Regions from separate parts of the Gossypium arboreum genome. Here region 1 is linked to region 2. The links are chromatin contacts, called in public Hi-C maps. All regions are on one chromosome and are shown on one strand. Each heading gives the region's core, a stretch centred on a gene start, on an enhancer-like site or on the middle of the called end of the contact. The rest is flanking DNA. Distances are from core to core; before and after follow the strand shown. Region 1 holds the start of LOC108483757. Region 2 holds the start of LOC108480282 (beta-hexosaminidase 3).

Region 1 (5,154 bases), core at 767-3,266, 140 kb before region 2:
CTACTCTTATAGCCCCAAAATCAACAAATTGAAAATGCCATTTATTACCAATGTGGTTTAGTTACCTATATGGCTTTGTTTTTTGTTTTGTGTTGATATTTTTTATTTTAAACATGCTTGCATTTAAGATTATCTATTAGAACGCAAAGCCACAGAACAATGATTCCAACCAATATACAACTTGGGTCAATGAATACACTAATCAAATAGGATTTCACAGCTAACTCATCAACAATTACCTTTGCCGCAGCTCTAATCATTGCAGGGCCACCAATATCAATATTCTCGATGCCATCGTCAAATGCGATTCCTCCCGTAGAAGTAACTTTATCATAAAAGGGGTACAAGTTCACAACCACCACATCAAATGTACCTGAATAGAAACAACTTTAGCTAAAAGAAAAAAAAAAATAGAGAAGTCTTACAAAATACCTGGAAAAAAGCCCTCAGGGATAAAGACATTAGAACTCACCAATGCCATGCTTATTAAGAGCTTCCATATGATGTTTTTGGTCTCTTCTAGCAAGAATACCACCATGTATGTTGGGATGTAGTGTTTTCACACGACCGTCAAGCTGTAAAAGACAGCTAAGTCAATCTCCAAACTCAATGAATTTTAAAGCTGACGGCATAACAGATTAGCATCATATCATTAGTAGTGACCAACAATTAATAAAAACCATGATAAGTAAGCTTTGACTTCAATGTCACATTTTTCAGGTGATAGGAGGTGCCGGGGTCAAGTTTGAGCCTTGGAGGGCTCAAAACGGCCAACACAGTGCAGTGGCCTTGTCCAGGGGCCTATATATCAGTACCTAGGTCCCTGTTCTATAGATTTTGGCATTCTGCCAAGTTGGAGTGTGATACCGTTGCAAAGGTACCGGACCCTGAGCCCCTGAAGCTGAAAATCAGTCCAAAAACACCTCATTTTCCTATCAAAATTATTACTATAGTAGTAAAAATAAAGCTCAAGCTGCAAAAGATTATCCCCTTAAATTATCAGTAAGAATGCATTTAAAAAGCAAAGAAAAGATTTTACCACCATTTCGGGGAAACAAGTAAGTTGCTCCACTTTCGTTACAGATACACCAGCATTTTCTAAGGCAGATGCAGTTCCTCCAGTTGAAACAATAGTATACCTATAGTTTCCAAAGAAGCAAGTTTAAACCAAATAGGCTTCCAAACAGCTGCTTTACATTTTGATAACATAGACCCTACCAACTCCAAAGAAAAAAAAAAGAATTGAATACGTGAATGATGCCATACTTATGTTAGTTTGTTCACCAATCATTCCTCTAGTACTCTTCAACAGTCAATGTTAACGGTTATTATTATTATTTTTTGTTTATAAAGAAGAAGAAGAAGAACAAGCAAGACAAGTCCATAATAAAAGGTGAAATAAAATATGAAAACCTCCAAAGTAAAAGAGGGTGTCATTTAATTTACCCCAGTTCATGAAGGCCATTGCCAAGCAAAGCCAGGTCTTTCTTGTCAGACAAAGATATTAGTGCTTGCTTATTGCCTGATAGAGAACAGAAAAGCAATCAAAATGCATCTTATTGGTTTGTATTTCCAGGAAAAAGAGACGATCATTGTGAATAAAGTATTAGAATAGGGAAATAACATTACCAGCGGCAGAGGATTGAGGGTGAGGAGCATCGAGGGTTTGAGGGTGAGACATGGCTTTGTTGGAAACAGCGGTGAAAGAGCGTAGAGAGAGGCAACGAAAGCGAGCGCAGAGAATAGAGTGATGAGAAGAAGAGAGAGAATTAAAAGGATTAGTGTGAAAGGTGCGGCGTATGTTGTTGGCGGCGTGAGCAGTAGTGGTAGGGATGGTGGCTGCAGAAGCGGCTGTCCCCAACATATCTCTGTTTTTTGCTTTTCTTTTTTTTCCTTTTGGTTGTCTCTGCTTAATACATCTGGTAGTGTTTTAGGTTCTAAATAACTGCTAATGCTTCTATCTCTCATCACTAACTTTTCATTTCCTTTTTTCTGGCCATTGAGCGTCGTGATTGGTCTCTTTTTTTTTTAAATAAAAAAATAAAAAAAAAAACTAACACACCAAATTTGGTCACCAGTAGAAGTGATCATTGGCCGGGTCGGGCCAGACTCAACAAAAAATTTAGGCTCCTTCATTAGGCTCGAGTCGAACTGGGCCTAAAAATGGGTTTAAAATTTTACCCAAACCAGACCTAAATAAAAATACTAAAACTCAAGTCGACTGGTCACCAGTATTTATTTTTATATTATTTTATATAATTTTAAATATATATAATACATCAAAATACTAAAACAAATCAAAATAAATATTTTCCAATAAATTGAAAATAAATTTTAAAAAATATGTAGACTTAAATAACACTTAGATAAATACAACTTAACAAGCAAATACCTCTAAAATAATAATAAAATTAACAAATTCCTTTAAAATAATAATAAAATTAATAATAAAATAAGTTTTATACAATATCCAAATAATAACAACAAAATAGGAGCAACTAATAGTAATATGGTAGCAAAATATTGAGAAAACAACAAGAAAATAACATTCAAAAACAAAAAAAAAGAATAGCAAAATTTTTTTTGTCATTTAATGAATTCGGGCCGGGCCGGATCGGGCCTAGACCAAAAATACCTTACTTGAAGCCTGGCCTATTTTTTAAACAGGCCTCATTTTTTTGTCCAAGTCCATTTTTTAGGCCTATATTTTTGCCCAAACCTTCTCACATTTCGGGCGAGCCTTCGGGCCAGGCCAGGTAGCCCAACCCATGAGCAGGTCTAGTCACTAAGAATGCGGTGATGAAATAGAGATATAATACAATAGAGTTGTAATGGAATAGGATTATAATTAGTAATTCAATTATTAGGTTTAATGGAATAGAATAAAGCTCTAATAGTATTATTGTGTTTAGTTGAATAGAATAAATATTGTAATAGTATAAGGAAAAAGTTTTAAATAACCAAAGTACCCTTAGTAGAATTTTTAAGGTTGATATTGTTATTGTTATTAAATTTTAATAACATTATTATTAAATATAATTTAATAAAATAAAAATAAATAATTTAATCATATTTTAACATAATTATTATTAAATACAATTTAATAAAATAATATATAATTTAATAACATTCTTAATATAATTACTAATTTATTATTTTTAAAGCGCAATGTATATTTAATGTGTTAAAATATTATTAACTAAATAAATAATTTAATTATCTTCTAAACTAAAAAGCAAAATATTAGAAGAAGTAAATAAATTGAGAATTATATTTTACATCCAAACATAATATTCAAACATTAACAAAAAGTTATATGATATCATTACCTTATATCTCATAATATATATGTTAAAAGTTACAATAGTATGTATGTTCTATCATGTCATTATACAATCCAAATATTACATATATAAAAAGTTACCAAAACATCACCAACACAACCATAATTTTTAATGGTTAGAAAGAAATCTTCTCACTCATATGAGCAAATGCGTTGGATGGTCTAGGATTTTGCTCAACGCACGATAGCGTTCTATTATGGCCCAAAATTGCCCGGCCCAAACCATTAAAAAAAACTAAACACACAAGCAAAAATAAATACACTCAAACCCAATTACAATAGGCCCAAACCCGAAACCCAATCCAAATACCTAACCCTAGCCCAAAGTTCTAGCCCAACACCTTAACATTTTTGAAAAAACGCTAATCTACCTAAAGGTCTCAGTCGCCGCACGCCTCCCTCACGCACCAAAAGCCACCTCCCGACAACGTGCGCCGCTCCACCACGCCACGTTAGAGACGTGCACACCCATGAACCTGCAAAGAAGTAAAATAGGTTGTAAAATTGGCTATAAAAGCCTTTGAAAATGTATTGTAAAGGGACCCTTTTTTTTTACGATTTGAATACAAAAGTATACACAAAACCAAGCACAAACAGAGATCAAAAGCAACAATACTCGTTAAAGGTGATTTTAAGTTTTTTTCCCCTTTTTTTCTACTATTTCTTGGATTTATTTATTGTGTGCGAGAAATAACACAAGAGAGAGAGAGAGGAGACTTACCAGGGTCGGGCTTGCGTCGTTGGTAGCTTGGGCGTGCCGAATCTCCGATGAAGGTGGCTTTGGTTGAAAAGGGAAAGAGATTTGAAAGCCTTCTCTCTGTTTTTTTTAGAAAAAATGAAGAGAACGATATTTTAAAAATTTAGGGTTTTCTAAAAGGTTTTAATGTTTTAAAAAAGAAGAAACAAAATAGAAGTTTCAATTAATTTTTTTAAAAAGCAGAACCATTGTGGGGGAGTAGCCTGCGCGTTGACCCAGTCCAAGGTTGGATCTGCACGTTTTCCCTTTAAATGGGAAATTTCGCATCCAGTCCTTCCTAGTTTGCGCCATCTTCAATTCGACTTGTTATGCTTTTTCAATTTCTCTCTAAAGTCTGCGCGATGTTTCAATTCAGTCTGCGCTTGTGCAGTGTATTTTATGAGTTGGAACATTTGCATTTTCAATCCCTGTGTATTTGCATGCATTGCGATTTAGCCCTTAGTTTTGTTGTAATGTTTTATTTTATCCATTTTAGATCAATTCTATATCAATTAAGTTCGTTTTTCCATTTCAATGATTAATCTTTTATTTTTTTATTTTTAAAATTTACTTAATATTCGTTCTTTTAAAATTATTTAAATATATATTCTGGGTTATTCTAATTATTTTTACCTCATTTTAACTTGGTATTTTATTGGTATCTATTTTTTAATTATATAGTTGTTATTTTAAAAGATTCTTTTATGTCATATTGTTTTAAAGTTATGTGCAATATTTAATTTAATCACCCTTATGTTATTCGTATATATATAGTCTATGTTAAAATTTGTTTTGTTCTATGTACATTATCGTTTTCACATTATTTTTGTAAATATTTTCTTTTATATTTGTTATATATATATACATATATTTTTCCTTAAGCTTATTATATATATTTTCCCCTTTTTAAATTCATTTATGCATATTTTCTTTTAAGGATCCTATTTTTGATTGTATATTTTGATTATTTTACTTTCATATAGTAATCTCTTTGTATATACCTTATTTACATTATTTCTTCACTTGCGTATATATATTGTTAGACAAATTAATTGGTTTTTATTTGAAGTTATGT
Region 2 (5,657 bases), core at 200-2,699:
TTCTTTTTTTAAGAGAAAACCCATAATGATAATGTTGATAATAATCACATAATTATTAGTTTTCTTTCCGATTGTTAACCTATAGGAGGAGAGAAATGTTGGATTAATATAAAGGATATATCTGTTTTAATGCGTAAATTTATACATAAATTTTAATTTTGTGTAATTTTATATATAAAAATTTAATTGTATTTAATTATATTTAATTATTGCATATTATTAATATAATATCATTTCATATTTATATATTATATACATAAATAATTATACTATTCGATATAAAAATAAATTGATATACTTATTCATTTAAATATGTATGATTGAATTAAAATTAAAGTCTCATGTATACATTTAAACCATAAGTAAAGTTTTACATATATAATTACACTAAATTAAAGTTCATATATCAAATTACAAATTAAATCAAAATCCATATATAATTTTGAGATTTATTTCTTAATATAAATAAATGAAAAGAAAATGAACCATTCATCTAGAATGGAAAAATATTTGTTTTTGTGATCATGGTTTATACTATATTTGATTTTAAATTATTTAAATAAAATTTCATAATAATTAAATTTAAAAATATATTATAATTGTGTATTTTAAGTAAAATTTTGTTCCTTATTTCATTATTTAGACCCGGATCCGACCAATTAGAAAGGGTTTAAAATATAATATTATTTAATTATTATTTTATTTAATGTTAAATGATATTTTTAAAGGATTCATTTTAATTTCTTATCCTAATTTGATTTAAGATTCCCAATTGAATTTCTTTAAAAAGAACTATTAGGATTTAAATGAGTTTTGTTTTAAGAAAAAGAAGATAATTCATAAATCACTCATATTATTTATTTATTAGATCAGACCATTTTGTTTAAACTGATTATATTAATTATATATTCATTTTGTTTTCCCGTTGTTTTTTATGCTGAATATCATATTTTAATTGTTTTTCATTAATATTTTTGTTGTATCTTAATCTATTATTGGAATGCAATTCTAAATTTATTTAAAAGGACAAAATATGTTATTAATTTTTTAATTTTAAAATTTTAAAATTTAGTTAATGTATTTTATTTTAAGAATTTAATCTTTTTATTTTTCAGTTTTAAAATTTAGATTCAATTGTTAACATTATTTTTTAAATTTATTGATGTGGTATTTTCAAATAAAAAATACACACTTAATAATAATATAACTAAAAATAACATAATAAATTTGAATTTAATAAAATAATTTTAATATTGACAATTGAAATTAAATTTTAAAATTTAAAAGTAAAAAATTTAAATTTTAAAAATAAAAATACAATGACAAATTTCGGAATTAAGGAAGAGTATAGAGATTTTATTTTAATCTATTTAAAATATTAAATATTTAAAAATAATTTTTAATGTAAAAAAGTACTTTTATTTATTTATTAATTCCCGGGCATGGCAGGGAGTGAAAGCTATCGGTTATAAAAGTTGTTTGCAAGATCACCAACCCCTATATCGAAGTGGAAGATAAAAAAAAAGGAAAAAAAGCAGGTAGCTTTGCTGTCTGCATATAAAGTGCTATTTAGCATTTGGAAACAAGTATTTATTTAGTGTCAAATTAGGGAGACGAGAAGTATGGGGAAAATGGGGAGTGAAATGTTGATTTATGTTTTGCTGCTAATGGCGGGGGTGCTAGCGAGTGGCCAGAGTAGTCAGGTGAAGATATGGCCAATGCCGGCGTCGGTGAGTTACGGCCATACTCACCTTTACTTGACCAACGATTTCGGGTTCTCCTCTAACTATGGGTCTGAAATACTCAAAGACGCATTCGACCGGATGCTTGCTCTCATCAAACTGGATCACGTTATTGATGCCAATTTCTCTGCCTTCAACTCTTCATCTTTGCTCCAGGGTCTGCATATCGTTATTTCCTCTCCAAACGGCCAGGTTCCTCCCTTACTCTTCTTTAATTTTATTATTATTAATTAAAAAAATAGAAAATTAAAGATTTGAGATTGAGATATTAAAAAAAAAAAAGAAAAGAAAGAAACATCGTTGTCTGAGAATATGGAGGGTTGAACTATATATATATATTTTTTGTTTGTTTATAAATTCATTCTAAAATAGCTGATAGCGAAGCTAAAAGTAACCGAAACGTTGTGTGAGTGTTTGATTTGGATGTGATTTTGATTGCAGCTACAATACGACGTTGATGAATCGTACAAATTAATAGTCCCATCACCGGAAAAACCGGCTTACGCCCATCTAGAGGTGCAGACAACTAATCCTTTACCGCTCCTCTATGCTTCATTACAACTACTTTTCGATTTGGTCAACTAAAAAAAATATTACGATTTAAAAAGTTTTTTTTAAAATAATTAAATTATTCAAAAGTTTTTATTTAATTTACTTGTCAAGTATTTTTTTTTTTTAATTGTGCTAACGAGCAACACGTAAAAGAACTTCCTTTCAGCGTAGGAGATTGGAAAAGAAAATTGTTTGAATGATGATTAGTAAATTTATGATGTAGAAGAGAAAATGATAGAAATCTTTCGATTAGTGCATACAATACAAACAAAGAAAGCCATATAGCATCGATTTTAATAATCTTAACAATCTAGCAGTTTAATAAAACTTTTAAATAGTTTGGTGATTAAATTGTAATTTTTTTAGTTCACTGACCAAAAGGAGAATTTACCCATAGTTTAGTGACTAATATTGTAGTTTACCCTTTTTATTTGTACTATATATATATATATATATATTTTATGGTAGGATAGGATTGTGTTTTCTGAGTCTTCTTAGGTTGAACAATATGCATTAAAATTAGTCTATTCTTGAAATTTAACTACAATACAAAATAATTGAATAAATCTAAGGTCAACTTTTGACCTTAGATTTATTCCGGCTTTAACTGTTAATTTTATAATAAACTCATGCAGGCAAAGACAGTTTATGGCGCTTTACAAGGGCTTCAGGTTAGTACCAGTATAATCTTTGTTGCAAAGATTATTTCTAAATCGTAAAATTCTTAGAATATACAGCTTGTTGTACAAGGGTGCAGACATTCAGCCAATTATGTTATTTTAGCGTTACAAGCAGGGTCCTTCAAATTGACATGTCACCATGGACTATTATTGATCAGCCAAGATTTTCTTATCGAGGCCTCTTGATTGGTGAGATACTTTCTTTTCTTCTAAGAAATGTTAAAGTGATTTTAATGGTATTGGTTTCCAATTAAAATACAGTATCTGGTGATGAATCTTTTACTTGCATCGAAAATTAGGGACTTCATTTTGCTATTGCTTTAGCTGTTAGGTATTATCAAAATATATTGTTTTCTTGCCCATTTTGGCCGTTCTACATTCTCAGCAACCAACATGAAAGGTGGAATGGCTGTTAAACTGCAAATCTTCATAGGTCGGAGAAAATTATATGATGATAGAATAATATCTTAACTCTGTTTTCTGTATTCTGTCTCCAAGTAATAATAGATTTTTTTATTCAACTGGTGTAGATACGTCTCGTCACTATTTACCTGTGCCAGTTATTAAGAAGGTTATTGATTCTATGTCCTATGCAAAGTTGGTAAGATTTACGACAAATTTTAGTTGGAATAATTTTTTTTCTCCTCATTGTTTTGACCTTGTGGATTGATTTGTTTAATAACACCAGAATAATTAGCCTATAAGTGGTAACTCTTTCTTGCTTTCATACAGAATGTAATGCATTGGCACATTGTTGATACACAATCTTTCCCCTTGGAGATACCATCATATCCTAAACTGTGGGATGGTGCTTATTCACCCTCAGAGCGATATACAGTGGCTGATGCTGCTGATATTGTGAGGCATGTCTTTCTCCTTTCTTTTCTTTTCTTTTCTTTTCTTTTCTTTTTCCATATGATAATTATTGTTTTGAGTACTTCAATTCTTTTTGATCTATTTATTTTTAATATATGCAGTTATGCTCAAAAAAGAGGAATAAATGTATTGGCTGAAATTGATGTTCCAGGACATGCTCTCTCATGGTATCATATGCTTTCTCCATTCTTATAGTAGATTTTTGTTGTTAGTAACATTCTTTCTTTTGCAAACAAGCGATATTTTACAGATGAAGATGCTAATTTTTTGCCTGTCATAAAGGTTATCTGGAAATTGCAGCTATAGCTCCTTAAAGTAATGATGGAAATTTCTGATTGTATTTTTATATTTAGTGCATGAATGTTGTAAGAAGTGAAATTAAGCTTTCTGATAATTAATCACCTTTAAGCCGGTACATTTAACAATGATTATCTCAATATAAGAGTGAAGAATTTTCAGAGGACAAATTGACAGAATCCTTGGCAATAACTAAATTGCATAATTTCTTCTCTAGAAGAAATAAGAAGAGTTTCAAATTCTTTTTATTTAAAAGTTGTGGTGCTACCTTAACATTGAAGGAAATTCTAAGACCAAGACTAGCTTTATGAGAGAGTTGCGTGCAATAGCCAACTATCTGTGTGGTTTACATGATCCAAACTATCATAAATAGTTGCTCTTGCATACTTAACATATACTAAAATGCTTATGATTGAATACACCCAACTAGTATGATTGAATACACCCAACAAGCACAGATAATATTGAAAACTTGATGTTTAGATGCGTCTAAAAAATTTATATGCACGCCTTGTCATAAAACGTTTTTAGTTGCTGTGTTTTAATTCTTTAGGAGAAATGGTTGTCCTTCTTTATGGTCATTAAAGGACCGTTTGTCTGCAACTATCAATGTGATTTGCATGACCCAAATTATCACAAATTGCCGTTCTTGTATATTTAATATACACACAAGTAATGGGGATAGATATTGTGGAATTGAACTAAGATGCATGCCCAAAAATTATATTATGCTTTTGACCTTGTCCTAAATGTTTTGCGTAACTGTGGTTTAATTTTCTTAAGGGGGACTGGTTATCCTTCTTTATGGCCCTCCAAGGACTGTCAACAGCCACTTGATGTCAGCAATGAATTTACATTTAAAGTAATAGACGGAATTCTCTCAGGTGATCTCCTTACTTACCCCTCGATGTCATTATTTCTATAATGAAATCACTCTTCAATTTTTTCCTTTCCCTTATATAACAAAATGAAAATGAAATTCTTGTTTCAGATTTCAGCAAGATCTTTAATTTTAAATTTGTTCACTTGGGAGGTGATGAAGTTAATACAAGTAAGTTAAAATCATACTATCTTATATACTTGTATATTATTATAGATATATCGTGCAAATTATAACTTTTGGTTTTGAGGATTCTTTTTGGTAAAACTATTATCTTACAAAAAATTCTGTGGTAGATATGGGCAGCCTTTCCATAGCAGTCCTTACATTTCCTTGAATGGTCATGATTTATAACGTTTTCGTACACCAGACCCTAGTCTTTCTAGCATTTCTTGAACTTGTTTCTTTCTATTATTAGAAATCAACTCATTTTGATTGCTTTTATTGTCCAACCATGGAGAAGGTATTTTGGTCAGGCTTATATTAAAATTCTAAATCACATTCTGTGACCTTCAGCTGCTGAGAATCCATGCATCCAGTAATCTCTGATAATATGACATCTGGAATTTCATTTCTTAAGCTCTAACTTATCTGGTAACTCCCCCCCCCCCACCCCCCAATAGAGAAAAA

What was found. A called contact is a pair of places that touch in the nucleus more often than the background predicts.
Region 1: a Hi-C map of leaf shows a contact between it and region 2, with 3 times the contacts expected there. The contact joins the promoter of LOC108483757 here to the promoter of LOC108480282 in region 2. A contact is called at or near these places in 2 of 5 Hi-C or Micro-C datasets (both in leaf).

What each region holds. Positions count from the first base shown.
Region 1 is chr1:84,218,941-84,224,094 of ASM2569848v2, reverse strand. It overlaps LOC108483757, which reads right to left and starts at 2,016. Exons shown (of 11, transcript XM_017787324.2): 1 at 1,630-2,016; 2 at 1,447-1,522; 3 at 1,043-1,139; 4 at 473-575; 5 at 240-373. The coding sequence starts at 1,864. LOC108482604 (a long non-coding RNA gene) reads right to left here and starts at 4,255. Exons shown (of 2, transcript XR_001870907.2): 1 at 4,065-4,255; 2 at 3,389-3,819.
Region 2 is chr1:84,079,641-84,085,297 of ASM2569848v2, reverse strand. LOC108480282 (beta-hexosaminidase 3) reads left to right here and starts at 1,449. Exons shown (of 13, transcript XM_053029189.1): 1 at 1,449-1,934; 2 at 2,184-2,258; 3 at 2,930-2,965; 4 at 3,052-3,163; 5 at 3,505-3,575; 6 at 3,707-4,017; 7 at 4,931-5,031; 8 at 5,139-5,198. The coding sequence starts at 1,623.